2 separate regions of the Sus scrofa genome follow, and region 1 is linked to region 2. A link is a contact called in public Hi-C data. All regions are on one chromosome and are shown on one strand. Each heading gives the region's core, a stretch centred on a gene start, on an enhancer-like site or on the middle of the called end of the contact. The rest is flanking DNA. Distances are from core to core; before and after follow the strand shown.

Region 1 (5,577 bases), core at 1,234-3,733, 45 kb after region 2:
AGGGACCTTGAATAAAGGCAGCCTTTCTCTAGAGCTGCTCTATCCCATACAGAAGCCACTAGCCCCATGTGGCTGTTGAACACTCAGGATAGGGCTAGTCTGAATTAAGATATGCTCAGTATCAAGGGTAAAAAGTACATACCAGCTTTGGAGGGGAAAAAGAATTGTAAAAGTATTTCATTCATGTTTGTACATTGACTCATGTTGAAATGCTAATATTTTAGATAACTCAAACTACAGCATAAAAATGAATTTCACCTGTTTCTTTTGACTTTTTAAAAAAAATGTGTCAAGTAGGAAATTAAAAATTACACATATGGCTTGCCTGGTACTGCTCTCTGATGACACTGTTCTGGACTGACTTTTGCAGGATGAGGAATAAGTATTGAGGAAAAGAAACAAAGTGCTGCGGGGGTGGAGACCAACCTTTGCAAGATGCCGCCTGACTCACTTACCCAGTGTCTTTGCTGCAGGACTTGTCAAGGCATGTCTTGCCTCCCAAACTGAGTTGCCCACAGATAATTTCCCCTTCCCTGGTCTTGCTGTGAGAAATGAGTTCTGTGGAATCCGCTGTGAGAGACAGTGTTTTAGAAAGAAGGGAGGGGAGTTCCTGTTGTGGCACAGCGGAAACGAATCTGACTAGGAAACTTGAGGCTGTGGGTTCAATCCCTGGCCTCACTCAGTGGGTTAAGGATCCTGCGTTGCCAGCAGCTTTAGCTCTGATTTGACCCCTAGCCTGGGAACCTCCGCATGCCCTGGGTGCAGCCCTAAAAAGCCAAAAAAATAAAAAAAATAAAAATAAAATTAAAAAAAAAAAGAGAGGATAAGCCTGGGAGGTGATTGGAAGGAGGCCAAAGAGCAGGGAGGGCACGCAGGACAGAGGAAGGGGCGGTCAGTGGGGCCTGAGGTTTCAGAGGGGCAGCAGAGGTGGAGACCCCAAGGGAGCACTGGGCCAGCCTGCGGCCGCCTGGACAGAACTCACTCTGTGGGCCGCAGGCGGTAGCGGAAGCACACCTCGTAGCTGGGCTGCATGGTGCCAAAGCCCCAGCGCTGGGGGTCCACGGGTGGCACAGGCATGTCCGGGTCCACCAGCTCCAGGTCAAAGTGTGTGACCATGAGCAGCACAAAGAGCTTCATCTCGGTGAGGGCAAAGAACCTCCCAGGGCAGATGGAGATGCCCGAGCCCCATGGCATAGTGTAGTGGTGGATCTTCTTGCCTGCCTTGTAGAAGTTTACTTTCCGGCTGCCGCTGGGCGTGAGGAAGCGATCGTACTTGAAGGTGGTGGGCTCGGGGTGGATGTCAGGGTCCATGTGCACCGAGAGATAAGGGAAGAGGGCCAGGATGTCTCCATGACGGAGCCGGTATTCCTGCCCACTGGCCATCTTTAGCATCTGATCACTGTTCACCACCCTGAGGAGGGTGGGCGCGGCCCCCAGCCGCAGTGTCTCCTCCATCACGCTGTCCAGCACTGGCATGTGACTCAGTGCACTGACCTCTACATCGAAGGACTGCTTGTCCTCCAGCCTGGCTTCCCCCAGGACCCGGGTGGCCTCCTCCCTCACGGCCCGCATGGCCTCTGGGTGCTTCAGGAGGAACAAGAGGGCCCAGAAAGTGGTAGGCCCTGTGTTACCCTGGGAGGCCCAGAGCATCATGAAGTTGAACTTGTCCTGCATGGCTGGGGCTACTCCCTGCTCCCTCAGAACCTGAAGCATATCGGTGATCCAGCTGCTTATGCCGTGCCTCTCCAAGCTGTGTTCCACAGAGAGCATCTTGTGGAAGAGACACTGGAGCCGGCCCACTTCCAGCCACTCTCGTGGGCCCAGCAGGGAGTAGACAAACCTGGGGAACATGCGGTCGAACTTGCGGAACTGCATGAATAACTCCTCCGCCTGCAGCAGGTCCTGCTCCTTGTCCTCTGTGCGGCCAAACAAGCTCAGGTAGCCGGCCTTGAACAGGATGTCATAGCAGAAGTGAAAGAGGCCGTCCTCACGCCAGCAACTGGCATCCGGACTAGGGCCCTTGGGGCCCAGCATAACCAAGGACAGGTTGTCCAGCATGGCTTTGTTGAGCTCCTCCAAGCCGTCACCCATGAGGTGCTTGGTGCTGGCTGAGTGTATCATCCGGTGGTCTCCCTGCATGGAGCGGTAGCCAAATACCTTCAGCACCAGTTTTTCTGCATACTCCACAAAGTCTAGTTTTCTCTTCGCATCCTTGAGGATGGGGCCAAAGGAAAGAGGGTCCATGACAAAGGTGAAGTACTGGCCGCCTAGCTGCACGGTGAATATGTCCCCGTGTCTGGCCCACATGTGCTTCAGGAATTCCAACATATTCTTCCGGAAAGTCATGGCATGACCCAGCCAGGGCACGGAACCCTTATCCAGAGGGGGCTCCTCAGGTCTTCGTTGCCGGAGCAGCCCCTGCAGGCACAGGTATCCCACAATGGCCACCAGCAGGACTCCCAGCACTGGACCCCAGAGCACCATAGCTGTCCTCTTCCAGGGTGAGCTCTGCACACACTGTTCTCTGGGTGCCAGAGAGCTTTTGGGAGGCCTTGGAGACAGAAAGGTCTGTCCACCTGGACCTTGCCCTGTGACTGCAAGTTACAGTAAATAACCCTAGCGAGACAGTACCTGGGAGCAGAATGTGCCCTTGAATTTTTTTAGGACCTGATCATGTGGGAGGAGGAGGTGGGACCAGGAAGGTGCCCAGAAAGAAGCCTCTAGCTATGGTCACAGCCTCCTCACCAGCTTCAGGCTTTGTTCTGACCTCTTCAGACCCATCTCCAGCATCTTCTCTACCAAGCTTTCCTTGATATCACCTTTATCCTCATGAGTTATTGACTATCAACTCCTTTACTGACTCAGGAATTCCCATATTCATTAGCTTGCTCATTCAGCAAAAATGCACTAAGCACTTATTGAAGTTTCACCACCCCCTCATTTTTAAAAGACCCCCAGAACCTTCCAGGCAAGGGACTCTTCAAGCACAGGCTCAGATTTCAGTCTCAGAGCCTCTTACCCATTGGCTTGCACAATTCTCTATCAAGAATACAGACTGGGAACCTAGGAATTATGAAATGTCAGAGATGATAGGGATTTCAAACCAAGGGCTTTATTTCACAATGAGGATCTAGGTTCACAGTATAGTAAGGGCTTTTTCTTTTCTTTTCTTTTTTCTTTTCTCTTCTCTTTTCTTTCCTTTTCCTTTCCTTTCCTTTTCCTTCTGCTGTCTGTCTGTCTGTCTGTCTGTCTTTTTAGGGCTGTACTCACGGCACATGGAGGGTCCCAGGCTAGGGATCAAGTCAGATCTGTAGCTGCCGGCCCACGCCACAGCCATAGCAATGCTGGATCTGAGCCTCGTCTGCAACCTATACCACAGCTAATGGCAACGCTGGATCCTTAACCCACTGAGCAAGGCCGGGGATTGAACCCTTATCCTCATGGATACTAGTCAGGTTTGTTAACCACTGAGCCATGGCAGGAACTCCAAATGGGGACTGTTTCTGACAGCTGTCCCAGCTTGGTGAGGTGAGTTGACTGATTGCTGGGGGCCCTCTGTGAGGTGTCAGGCCAGGTCCCTGCCAGCAGGCCCAAGAAGGAGAAAGCTGTGCCCTTGACTCTAAGGCTTTAGTCAAGCAGCCTGGCCCATTGTTGCAATAGGTAAGGTTCAGACTCAATGCAACTAGTTCTGATAGCCCACAAGTTACTCTTTAACTTCTTAAATAGCCCACAAACAGGGACTTTGTCTTCTCAGGCAACCGTAAGATTTCTGCATGCCACCTTGAGTGAGCCCCCTTTGCCTTGCACAGTTCCTCCCAGCAGGAAACCAAAACATCCACACTCTGTCTCCACAACATTCCCTCTGATTGCTCAGAGCAACCACAGCAAGTACTCAGCTCTCCCCAGCCCTAGTGAAACCTCAGAACATGTTTTGGGGCCTGGTAGAGCATAGATTCTTCTGTCTCAGAGCAGAAAGAATTCAGGGAGAGGCAGTGACAGGAAAGAGTTTATTAGTGTAGGACCCTTGTGAGAGATACAAGTGGGCAGGCAAGCAAGTGCCTGAGAATTTAGTGCGATGCAGTTTTATAATCAAAGGAAAAGTGGGGGGTGGGGAGAAGACCACCTTCTTCCTCGTTCTTTTTATTTTTTTAACCTTTCATTTTTTTCTACTGTACAGCATGGTGTCCCAGTTACACATACATGTATACATTCTTTTTTCTCACATTATCATGCTCCATTATAAGTGACTGGACATAGCTCCCAGTGCTACCCAGCAGGATCTCATTTCTAATCCATTCTGAAGGCAAGAGTCTGTATCTATTAACCCCAAACTCCCAGTTCTTCCTTATTCTTGAGCAGATACCGAATTTCTGTCATCAGCTCCTCCTCTGCGAGGATGCTTTTAGGCAGGAGCCACTGGCGGCCGCCAGGGCTGAGGCGCCCTCTGTCTGTCGATCCGTGGTGCTTCACCCTGAGGGCTGTGTGTCTGTGAATTCATTTTCGGAGCCAACAGTAAGGGGGTGGGCAGGGGGAAGCCTTTCGGAGGGGCTCTCTCCTTCCCTCCCACTGCTGCTGCTTCCCACGCGTGGGCTGAACAGAAGCCGCCACTTCCGAGCACACTCCTGAGAAATTCGTTTCATAAGCCTGGCTGGAGTGTCGTTTCTGTTATCTTTCAACATTTTTTTTGTGCTCCTTTATTGCTTGCCTCACATTCCACGATGGGCAGGAGTGTGCACATTCCACGATGGGCAGGAGCGTGGGTTGAGTTCTTTAGACAGGACTCAAGTGGGTTTCTGGTTCCGTCAGAGGTCTTTTCATTCCATACATGGCCTAGCATTTTAAGCAACTGCACACCAACCCAAGGGCTCTGTTTACCTGCTGTGGTTCCTCTGGGCATTCTCTAGTCCGGATGCACTGGCTATCCCTTGAATATTGTTTGCCTTCTGTTCCAATTCTGGATGATATCGATTCCAGTGCTAGCCACTTCCTGCCCACTGCCTTACCCCAGAAATCAGTAGCAATACCTGTGAAATGAAGATGCAGGGGAGAAATTATTTCACTCTGCCTTTAGATCAGAGAGTAGTCTTGGAGTTCCTGGCTGTGGCTCAGTGGTAACAAACCTGACTGGGATCCATGAGGATGAGGGTTCCATCCCTTGCCTCACTCAGTGGGTTAAGGATCTGGAGTTACTGGTGAGCTGCGGTGTAGGTGGCAGATGGGGCTCGGATCTGGGGTTGCTGTGGCTGTGGTGTAGGCTGGCAGCTGCAGCTCTTTAGGTTGTGGCCCTGAAAAGAAAAAAAGTAGTCTAATTTAATTTAGAGCTGGGCTTATTTATGGCTCCTTTCCTTCCTAGCTTTCAAAGTTTCTTTTTTCCAGGAAGAGAAGGAAACTTTTCCATAGCACTTGGAAGTTCCAGCCAGAGTTATTAGATAAGGAAAAGAATTAAAATGCATCTAGATTGTAAAGGAAGGGATAAAACTATCTCTACTCACAGATGACATGATCCTGTATATAGAAAATCCCAAAGAATCCATCTGAGGACTGCTAGAATTAATAAAGGAAGCAATGTTGCAGAGT
Region 2 (5,996 bases), core at 1,645-4,144:
TTGTATATACATTTCAGGATGAAATTACTAAAAAGGAATATTAAAAATTCAACACATGGAGTTCCCGTTGTGGCACAGCAGAAACAAATCCGACTAGGAACTGTGAGGTTGCAGGTTTGATCCCTGGCCTTGCTCAATGGGCTAAGGATCTGGTGTTGCCATGAGCTATGGTGTAGGTCAAAGATGCTGCCCGGATGTGCTGTTGATGCTGCTGTGGCTGTGGTGTAGGTCAGTAGCTGTAGCTCCGATACAACCCCTAGCCTGGGAACCTCCATATGCCACAAGTGTGGCCCTAAAAAAAAGGCAAAAAAAAAAAAAAAAAAAAAAAAAAAAAACACCCAACCAACACACCATACATTTGTTATTCTATACTTCAAATTATATTTAATATGATCTTAAAAATTCTAACAGTATTTATCTATATACTTCCCAAATATAGGATTTTGACAATTCTCTTCCTAACTACCACCTACTAGTTTCTCAAGTTTCATGATTTACATTCACCTAAATCGAGAATGGTTAACTTTTTTTTTTTTTTTGCTTTTTAAGGCCACACCTGCAGAATATGGAGGTTCCCCACTGGGGGTTGAATTGCAGCTATGGCTGCTGGCCTATACCATAGCCACAGCAACGCCAGATCCTTAACCCACTGAGTGAGGACAGGGATTGAACCTGCAACCTCATGGTTTCTGCTGCGCCATGATGGGAACTCCAGAATGGTTAACTTTTAACGTATCAGGGTCAATAACTACAAATCATAGAACTTTAGAGTAATAATCCAGGTGATTAATCCATGCCAACGGCCTTATTTTACAGGTGAAGAAAGGGTTATGTGAACTGCTCAACAGTAATACATCTCTCGAAAAGTAGGATTAGAACCCAGCTCTCCTGATATGCAGTCCAGGGTTCTTTTATTGACAACGTATCAACAAATCCTCAGCCTTAAAATACTGGCATATATATATTTATTTATTTATTTACTTATTTATTTATTTTTTGTCTTTTTGCCATTTCTTGGGCCGCTCCCACGGCATATGGAGGTTCCCAGGCTAGGGGTCCATTCGGAGCTGTAGCCGTTGCCTATGCCACAGCAACGCGGGATCAGAGCCACGTCTGCAACCTACACCACAGCTCACGGCAGTGCCGGATCCTTAACCCACTGAGCAAGGCCAGGGATCGAACCCGCAACCTCATGGTTCTTAGTCGGATTCGTTAACCACTGAGCCATGACAGGAACTCCAGCTGGTATATATTTAATCTTAAAACATTAAAATCCATTCCTTTATAGAAGCCCCCACTTTTCTTTGACTTGTAAATATGTCAGTCATGCCTAAAATTGGATGGAACTTTCTTCCCTGTGACTTAACTCAGGTAACAATTTCAATTGTGATTTCAAGATTTTTTTTCACTAGCACCACTTCTAGATTTCCCTTTATTATTGTTTTCTCATTCACCCACAGCAGCTGACCCAGATCTCTGTCAGAAAGCTAGCTGAACAGGTACAAAAAGAGGCACCAATAACTAGATACTCAAAGCCAGCATGGAAAACACGAATTAGTCTGTAAACTTATTACTTATTAAGTATTACTTATAACTAAATGCATTACTTATTTCTAAATGCATGGGAACCTAAAACAGACACCTTTAGGAAGGTGAGCTGCCCGGCATCAGGAGATCTGATTTAACAGCTTAAAAGATCTTCACAACCTGTCATTTTGGTCACAAGAATTAGTACAACGGTGGTTTCAAATTCTGATTTTGCATTAGTCACCTGTCAGCTTATTTAAAATGGCTGCAAAGGCCCCACCCTGGAGATTCTGATTCAGATGGTCTGGGGGCAGAGTACAAGTAATCTATTTTAAGAGGGCCCCTTCAAGTTATTCTCATGCACAGGGAAATAAGAGAACCCCTGGTACACAGAACTCAAACACAATTGTCATGCTGGGGCCTAGTACCACTTCAGTCCGTCAAAACTTTTCATCCAAAGCTGCTGAGAGTGCCTGAGCACTTCCGGAAGCATACCTTCCGCAGAAATTCAACCGAAGAGGAAACAGCTGCTTCTAGCATCGGTAACATAAAAAAAGACAGGTGAATAAACCGCCGAATAATTTTGGCTGTTCCCAGTTGTAATCCTGTGCTAAATTTTGTAATCTCTAATTTGGCAGGCTTACTTTCAGGAAGAAATGTAAATCCCGCCACAGATGCTCTCAATATAAGCCCTGGGCCTTACTTTCTTGCAGCAGGAGAGGGTCGCCAGGGTAGGAGGGAACACGAGAGATGAGGGAGAAGAGAAAGTCGAAAACGGGAAGGTCTTGTGCTTTTCGCCCTCCCCTCAACCCTTCAAACCTCCTTCCCATCCCTTCCTGTGACCTTGTCAGGACTCCATGCGGGAGCGCTCTTCCTCTCAATCCCTCCTCACCCCCGCTCTCAGGGCTACCCGCTCCCCACAGTCGGCCCCAGCCCACTTCCTCCCCAGCCCCATCCGTGAGCTTCTCAGACTTTGCTCCATCCTCCGTGTGCCCTCATCCGACAGAGCGTCAGGCCTTGTCTTTGGACCCCAAGCCCTCACTGAACCGCGAGGTCGGGCCTGAGCCCAGCCAACTAGACATTGCACCCTTCATCCCGGGAATCACCCCCTATTCCCAGTCCCACGATACTCAAGGTGCTCTTAGCTCAGCCCAGTGCGGCCTCACTTCTTCCCGTCCTACGGCCTGACGTTTCCCGCTTCCAATAACCCCGCAAACTTCACTTACCGACTACAACAAGACCTCACAAACGCCAAACTGCTTTTGGTCCTACGCCTGTCTGGCCGGCTTCTCACCATCCCGCCCACGGCCGGCCTCAGCCAATCAGAAATCGGCACCCGGCACGCAGAGGCGGGGCGAGTGGGTGCGTGCTTGTGCGTGGTGGGTGCGGCCGCCCGGAGCCGGGCTTGGATTGGCTGAGACGAAGCGTATGGGCCATGGTTTCGCGGCCAGAGCTCTCACTTGGGGAGCGCGTCAGAGGTTAGAGTTCGGTGGCCGGGGGTTAGGCCGAGGAAGGTCAAGGGCTCATGGCCTCCGGCGGGGCAGTACTTGAGATTACCCTTGCCCTTTTCCCCTCGGGCCGCGGTGGGGGCTAGCACCTCGAACGCTGTATCCCGAGCGCCTGCTGGGTGGGGCTGGTTATGAGGGGGTTCAACCCGGGTCCACCCGACGCTGCGAGTGAGATGGGAGCCCATATCTGCCCTTGGTGCTGGGGTAGCTAGGTCTACTCCCAAGCCTGGCAGTCATTCTCCGGGAACGTGCGTTGTGGAGCTCGGGTCATGGCGCTTACACTCTAGTGGGAGGTGGCCATTAATTGCATGCACAGGATCGCTGGAGCTGTGACCTCACCCAGACCGGGGTGGCTTAACCTAAGGAAGGAAGTGTCAGAGGCCCTTTGTAAGAATAAACTTCTGGGGCAGTGCCCCTAATTTGATCGTAGAGTAATTAGTAACTGACGATTTGGTGCAAAGTTTCAAGCACTGTATGTACCATGGGGACTATATCTGTGACCAAATTAGAATCTCTGAACCAAACCAGGTGGACTGCCAAGTGCTCTGTCCTACAGGTAGGAGCTCGGTGTCATGTGTGCAGAATTTTGAAAATCTTTTGTCTCATAATTGAGTTAAGGCACATGTAGGAAGCTTTCATACCGTGTATGATAATTTAGAAATTCCATACCTTGGTTGTGTGGTGTGCTTTTGGCTCCTTGAGGGCACTTATTTTGTCTAGTTCATGCTGTTATCTACTTGAACACAGATCACTTAGGGCCTTAGTATTGTTTTTGTTTTTTTGGCTTTTTAGCATCACACTTGTGGTATATGGAGGTTCCCGGGCTAGGGGTCCAGTCAGAGCTACAGCTGCTGACCTGAGACACAGCCACGGCAACATCAGATCCAGGCAGCGTCTTCGATCTACACCACAGTTCACAATGAGGCCAGATCCTTAACCACTGAGTGAGGCCAGAGATGGAACCTGCAACCTCATGGTTCCTAGTCAGATTCCTTTCCACTGTGCCACGAGGGGAACTCCAGGACCTTAGTGTTGTTAAATGAAGAAAGGACTTAACCCAGTAGTGTAGGAGAAAATGTCCTGATAAAAATGCAGAAAGGAGAGACTCCGGCCATGATGACTAAGCAAAGTCTAGCCGTCTGCCCCTAACCACCCTTCCCCACACATCTGCTTCTGTAAACTTGTTTCTGCATCTACTACCTTGCCTGACGTCACTCCGGTCCCACTAGATAAGCATGGACCCGGAAGAGGTAGCCCATAAAAGCCTTATGAAACTCAGACTCCGGAGAGCGATCTCCTCTGAGTCCGCCAGCGTAATAAACCTGAGTTCTCCAGCTCTCCAAGTGCTTGCTTGGTTTCTCGCCGGGTAAAAGAGCTGATACACTGCAGCCACAGAGCTGCTGGAGCTGGTACACTAAAGCCACAGGGCTGTTGCCAGAGCCGATACGCTGCGATGCAGGGCCGCTGGGCAGCTGCAGTAGCAGTAGCTGGAGAGCTTAAAAGATAAATGGGATGATTGGGGACACTCAGGGTAATTAAAAGAGCCTGATAGAGCATAACAGACAATACAGAGCAAATGTAAGAATCCAGTCATCTTTTCAGCATTAAGGAGATTCGCAAAAATGTTAAAACCATATCACTTTTCAATTTTTTTTCTTTTGGTAAGTACTTTTAATAAAAAGCGTATTTATTCTTAAAAGAGCATAACAAATTTGACTATGAAAGTAAAGCAGAAGTCACCAAGTCCTTTGATTCTGGAAATACAAAGACTAACAGCAGAGAGGTGACCACAGCATATCCATTCCTGAAGGAGATTTATACGAATCAAAATAATATTAGCTCACTTGCTAATTTTCAGAGAATGGGATTTGAAGTCAGGCAGACCAGTGCTAGTTCCATTTTGGCCACACATAAGCCATGACCTTAGGTTTAACTTCCTAACTTTGTAAAATGGGGATAACAGCTGTGGTAAATGAGGAATAGATATAGTGTGTTACTGTTACTTTAAAAATTCCATCAGCAATTACTGGGCATGTATATTGTGCCAGGTGTTGTACTGGACTCAGAAGTTGAATGCTCAGCCCTTTCCCTGAAATAATTTATAATTTGATTAGGTCAAAGGAATAAGCATGGAAGAACATCAAAAAGAGTCTGTGGTAAGTGCTGTGAACAGAAATCCAGGTAGATATAGTGAGTCAGTGGTTTCAAAGAAGGCTTTTTGGGACTGGGGCTTGAGTGAGTGGGCTTTGAAGGGTGACTAGCATGTAAATATATTGGGAGAATATTCCAGAAAAAGGGAACGGTGGGCAGAAGGTGGACCATGAGATTGTAACTGGCATGGAGGACAATGAGTGGGGAAAAGGCAGAAATTTATGACTAAAGCAGAGTCAGAGAAGAATGAAAAGAAGGCCTAGGCTACTCTGGGGAAGACCTTAAGTCTAAAGAACTTAGACAGTATTGTATTAGGTGACCCTTGAAGGTTTTTGGAGCAGGGTGTTGACAAGAGCTGACTGCATTTGAGGTACTTGGTAGTTAAACAGAATGACTTAAAAAGGACTATCTGGAGTTCCCGTCACAGCTCAGTGGTTAACGAATCCTACTGGGAACCATGAATTTTCGGGTTCGATGACCGGCCTTGCTCAGTGGGTTAAGGATCCAGCGTTGCCGTGAGCTGTGGTGTAGGTTGCAGACGCAGCTTGGATCCCCTCTTGCTGTGGCTCTGGTGTAGGCCGGTAGCTAAGCTCCAATTCAACCCCAGCCTGGGAACCTCCATATGCCGCGGGAGGGGCCCTAGAAAAGGCAAAAAGACCAAAAAAAAAAAAAAAAAATTTTAAATTAAAATAAAAAGGACTATCTGTTCTAAACGCTAAAGAGAAAACTTTGGCTTAGACCAGTGTTTTGTCTATGCCAAACTTAAAATGGAATTCAAATCCACTTAGTAAGAAATTTATTCATAGTGGC

Evidence for each region. A called contact is a pair of places that touch in the nucleus more often than the background predicts.
Region 1: a contact with region 2 is called in a Hi-C map of skeletal muscle, with 2.0 times the contacts expected there. The contact joins the promoter of CYP8B1 here to the promoter of HIGD1A in region 2. A contact is called at or near these places in 13 of 47 Hi-C or Micro-C datasets (alveolar macrophages, brain, embryonic fibroblasts and 9 more) and 1 of 2 datasets of contacts at active chromatin or transcription factors (alveolar macrophages).

The regions. Positions count from the first base shown.
Region 1 is chr13:26,329,255-26,334,831 of Sscrofa11.1, forward strand. It overlaps CYP8B1 (cytochrome P-450 8B1), which reads right to left and starts at 2,484. Exons shown (of 1, transcript NM_214426.1): 1 at 979-2,484. The coding sequence starts at 2,484. The coding sequence ends at 979. All of the region lies in intron 1 of ZNF662 (zinc finger protein 662), which reads left to right. It also overlaps a transcript of ACKR2 not described here.
Region 2 is chr13:26,283,440-26,289,435 of Sscrofa11.1, forward strand. It overlaps HIGD1A (HIG1 domain family member 1A, mitochondrial), which reads right to left and starts at 2,895. Exons shown (of 4, transcript XM_003132140.6): 1 at 2,754-2,895.